Linked DNA regions of Gossypium hirsutum: region 1 is linked to region 2. The links are chromatin contacts, called in public Hi-C maps. All regions are on one chromosome and are shown on one strand. The core of a region is the stretch at or near the end of the contact, and the rest is flanking DNA. Distances in the headings are between cores, read along the strand shown. Region 1 holds the start of LOC107922941 (pre-mRNA cleavage factor Im 25 kDa subunit 2). Region 2 holds the start of LOC107952364 (transmembrane ascorbate ferrireductase 1).

Region 1 (2,700 bases), core at 95-2,594, 260 kb before region 2:
AATTGTAATATTAAATAATTTGTTAAAATTATAAATTAGATTATTAATTTATTATATTATTGAATGCATGTTTAATAATATTGAACATTATAATATTTTATATTAATATTTTTAAACAATTTTCAAAGTAAAAATAAAAATAATATATTTCAAAGAAAATTATTATAAGAATATCATGCATGATTCAAGTTAATTTTTATACAAAATTAAAATTACATGTAAAAGGGCTCTTTTTTAGAAAATGGCTTATACTTTTCAAAAAGATAAATCAATTTACAAGAAAAAAGGGCTTATTTTTGTTGACTTATAATCATTTACTATTAACCAAGTTATTTTCTATGAAACAAATATAAAAATATATATAAAATATTTCCCGTAAATCATTTCCCATTAAACAAACACCTCCTTAATGTTTGTTTCGTGTATGTGTATCTATGACCTTTTTCAAATTGGAGAGAAAAATGTTGAGAAAGGAAAATGTGGAGTTAAAAATATGAGTGCTCGTCTAGGAAAATGAGAATGGTATCTTTTGAAATCGATTTATCCTAAGAATATATATATATATAAGAAATACAGTGGAAACCAAAAAATGCTATAAAATGTATGAAATAGCTCAAGTCTAAACCATTTTGCTTGTCATCTTTCTAATGGGGTGACATGGATCAAGCACACAAGAACCAGACAACTCAACTATTCAAACACTTTCTAATATTTTGAATTGCGCGTAATTCATCATCTCATTTTTAGCATTATCTCATCAATTCAATTCATTACTTTATATGAAAGTCCTTAGTGCTAGAAGCAATGTTGGAGAAATGGTAGTAGCAAGTGTCTCAACTTTTAGAAGAAGACGTCGCGACATTTGCCATTGACTTCTAATGCTCAAATGTGTGCCAAGGAGATACAGTGTTGCAAAATAGTGGAGTAAGTCACAATGATGAACCAATATTGTCGCGATTTGCGGTTTACTTAAAAGGTCAATGGAGGAAAGGGTGGACAAAAAAGATTTCTTTAATATTTTTAGGGTTTTGTATCAATTTTCTTTTTAGATTCTATTGTAAATACTTAGTTTAATTAGATTTCTAGTAGCTTTGTGTTGTATTTTCTTATATACCAATCACAATTGGACTTAGAGAGCAAGTGTAGGAAGATTGTACCTTGGGCAAAACTTCAATTTGAGATCACCATTATTAACCATTTTTAAACTCAAATCTTTTAATTTCCTGCGCTTAGTTGATGATGTTGATACGATGGACCTATTTGTAATGGTTGTATTAGAAAGGATTAAGAAGGAGCGGAAATAGCAGATAATGAGTAATGTGACATATCGACAAATGCAATGAGCCTAATAAACATATGCCCATTTTACAACAATGGTTAGGCCCTTTCCTGATTATTATCAATGGGCTTAACTCCTTAATAAGACAATATTCATTGACCTTTCCCACCCTTCTCTCTCCGTACCCACAATCGATTTTGCCGCCGGGGAAACAAACGTTTCGACTCGGAGAGGGAGAGATGGTAATGTCACCGGTGGTTAACACGTACCCTTTGTCCAGCTACACCTTTGGTACCAAAGAGCCGAAGATGGAGAAGGACACGTCCGTCGCCGATCGCCTTGCTCGCATGAAAGTCAAGTAATTCATTTTTTCACTTTCTTCATTTTATTCTTTGTATAATTTCATATTTTTTCAGGATTTTTAAAAACCCTAGATAAACCCCAATTTCCCTTTTGGCTCCTGAGAATGCTGACTTGAAGTTGGCTTTTCATGTGCTTAGGGTTCCTTTGTACTATTCTGTTTCAGAAATATGGAAAAGAAAATGAGGAAAAAAGGGCTAATTTTGAATTGCTTTGTGTTGGACTGTTCGAATTAGTTGAGTCGGTGGTCTTCGAAACCCTAGCTGCTTCTCGTTTCTTAGATCATGTTGGGATCTGGGGGCAATATGTAGTTCAAAACCTATTTACTGGTAGAAACCTTATAACATTTGAACTGAGATTTTGATTTTGTTTCTCGTATTTTAGACGATGTAAAAGTATTGACTTGGTTTTTGGGTAAGCAAAAGCAAGAAAACCCTTTTTCAAAAAAGAAAACAGGTGCCAATTACTTGAAGAATTTATCGTGGATGTCATTAGATTACTTACAGATTGGCATGTTGAAACTTTCCTTTATGAGCTTAAGTTAGTAATCGATTTTTTTTATTGGAGTTGCAGTTACATGAAAGAGGGCATGAGAACTAGCGTTGAATTTATTGGTATGTAACTGTACCTCTGTTTAGCCATTACATCATAATAACCAACAAGATTTAACCTTATAATGTTTATGCTTCTCTCTCTTTTGCAAATATGAGTGGTAATGGTTTTCACTCCTACTTTTCTATACACAGTAGTTAGCCCGTACATGTGTTTACATATGGCCATGATAGTCAACCTGGAAGAAATTTACAACTATGTCTTATGTGTATAAAGAGGAATTACATCCTAATACATGAAAGGCCCCTTTTTTATGGAATTTATATGTATATTTTAATTATCATTGTCTATGATAATATCTAAAGGAATTAGCATTCTCTTTGGCATTATGAGTTTATCTTGTACTTCTGCTGAACTTACTACTTACCATAATTTTTGTGTGGTTTACAAAAAGTTGGCTTCTAATTATGACCATTTTAATGTTTTTTTTTCCCTTCGATTGCTTATAC
Region 2 (2,700 bases), core at 170-2,669:
TCACCTCCTAAGATAATGAAGCCAATCAACATCAATACAGGATGGAGCTGCAGTAAAATTGTAAATGGCAGTAAGCAATTTAGAATTAGACGTCAAACTTCATGCAGCATTCAGCATGAAAGAGACATTATTAATCCAGACAAAAAGAATGAGATAAAACTTTGGAATGCAGTAATTATGATTTAAAACCACAATTATTCCATTAATATACAATTTGTTTTTCTTTCTTGGACACTACAAATGAGAGTGATTGCTTCGATCAGTCAAGAAAATGGATAACTAGTTGTGACAACGAAATTTGGGGTTCAATTAGTTAGTTAAATCCAAAGAAAGTTAATGGACACCATCTCCAACATATAGTAAGAAATATGTATATTGTTAGGTACAAGTATGCTTCCTATGTTTCATATTTGAATATTTTATTGATCACCGATATCAGAAACAAATACTCTATAAAATAATTCAGTTAGCATGAATAGGTTCAAGTCCCTCATTCTCCTTCCTCCTAGAAACCTTAACCATGTTAGACAAGTTTTTGATACGGAAAATGGCAGAAGGAACAGGGGATAAAAATACTAACAAGGATGGGAGAAAACAATGTAGATGCTTGACCATATAATATATTATAATGAAGGGTAAGTAGGTAGGTTACTATATTCCATGGTACATGGCTAACCACCGCCACCATATGAAGGTTGACCAGCCACCATCAAATTCTAATAATTAAGGGGCACCCAAACCCAAAACTATAGCAAGGGGGAAAAAAGGGATAATCGAACATGAAATTGTAATAAAATTCAAGGAATCAAACAACAGCGGAACCCCCAAAAGAAGTCTTCTTCATCATTAGTTTAGTGCCTGAGTTTAAGATTATACGAATAATTTGGTGATGGAAGATTTTAACACCATCCAATTTCAACCAAAAGGAACTGTTATGTGATAATAATCGGAGGGGAGAAACAGAAACCAAACAAAGTTGCAGTTGAAGCCATGAAAAGGAAACAAGATTTTGAGGAATCCCAAGAGCAGAAAGGAAAACACTTACATTAAAGATGAGATTTTTGTTAGAAGATTCCCAAGCTAATCCACCCCTGAAGTGAATGCACCAAACCAATACCATAACAGCGCCGGCAATCGCGAGGGCATGAGGCACAAAGGACAAGTGCAAGGCCTTAACTCCTATCGCCATGTTCGCTCTATTCTTTCCAGCAAAATACTGCAGAGCAGAAGAAGTAAAGACTTCCTTATCATAATTGGCTCCTACCTAGTTGTTCCGAGATTTTTGAACCGTTGGATGGAGATCTTTGTTGCATCCTGATTTATGCGACGTGGATATCAAGATGTTTGAATTCTACATTTTTGTTACAGTTTAGTCTCTCTCCCAGCGGATGCCGTCGCGCCACGTGCTTCATTTCAGTCTCCATAGGATACCAACCTACTTTTGTCCTTTTTTAATATGGTACAAATAAGGGATTATCCATTTGAAAAAAAACAAAAAATTATCCAAACCCCCAACATCTATCCCACTTATTATTATTAATTAAATTTGTATTTTCTATTTAAAAATTTTATTTTAAACTATTAATATATACCATTACGAGGAATTCCTATATTTTCATGCCTTTATATAAAAATTAATAATAATAATAATAATAAAACAACTTTAAACTGTAAACTTAAAATATAAAATATCTTAGACTTTTCATCGAATTAAAATATTAGAATATTTTTTACTCACTTTGTGTTCTATATTTCTATATATACTATTATTTAAGTGTATAATTAAATTAATGTCACAAATTAACTGATATTAATTTAATTAAAAAAATTACAATATAGATTGTATTCACTAATATGAAAACTTTTTTTGACGTGCTACAAAAGAAAATAATAATAAATAATTTGATTTGCATTCTTTTATTATTAATCTAATACATTTATCTATTTAATTTCTTTTTACTTTAAATTTAGTTCATATTGAGAAGCAAACAAACAAACAAAAGGAGTAGTCCCATTGAGAGGTGAAGTCATGCATGATATCACCAAAATGAAACAAATTGCAATACCAAACCAATCAGAGAAGTTTAAATGGCAATAACAGATTTAGGTCACTGGAGGATTTTTGTCAACCTTTCTCAGTTACAATATTACTGGATAAAGCCCATTTCTTCCACTTCCTTCAAATATGATCTCACATTCCTAACCCTTTTCTTTGTTTAAAAAACCATTTTCCAAATATCAAATTTGTTTATTGAATTTTCTTGCCCCGAGAAAAAGGAGGATTAAAATAAATAAACCAATATCTGTTCCCCACTCAGAAGCTGTAGAGAGTTCCCAAAAGCTAGAAAATGCTTCCATGCTGAAATAAGCTCTAGACGGCACTTACCACAACAATAAAGGCAAATTTTAAAATTTTATGTATTTTTACTTATTCTAGAAAGTTTTTTTTTTAACAACTATTGCTATGATTTTCTTTAGGATAGGTTTAAAGTCTCATATCTTAAAAAGTAATTTCCTTTTTTTTTTTTACTTTGAAGAAGAAATAAAGTGGATATATTTATTTGGTAAATATAATTTTTATAATTCTATAAAATTTTTATATATTTCTTGAATTTTAGATTGTTTATAGATTTAATAATTTTTATCTTGTTTATATTTTATATTAATTTACTTTTAATTATTAGGTTATAATGAGGCACA

Evidence for each region. Hi-C and Micro-C count contacts between places; a contact is called where the count stands out from the background.
Region 1: a contact with region 2 is called in a Hi-C map of leaf, with 4 times the contacts expected there. The contact joins the promoter of LOC107922941 here to the promoter of LOC107952364 in region 2. A contact is called at or near these places in 2 of 34 Hi-C or Micro-C datasets (both in leaf).

The regions. Positions count from the first base shown.
Region 1 is chrA08:63,850,897-63,853,596 of Gossypium_hirsutum_v2.1, reverse strand. LOC107922941 (pre-mRNA cleavage factor Im 25 kDa subunit 2) reads left to right here and starts at 1,344. Exons shown (of 7, transcript XM_041074466.1): 1 at 1,344-1,637; 2 at 2,213-2,249. The coding sequence starts at 1,357.
Region 2 is chrA08:63,592,852-63,595,551 of Gossypium_hirsutum_v2.1, reverse strand. LOC107952364 (transmembrane ascorbate ferrireductase 1) reads right to left here and starts at 1,419. Exons shown (of 4, transcript XM_016887626.2): 1 at 1,046-1,419; 2 at 1-47. The coding sequence starts at 1,189.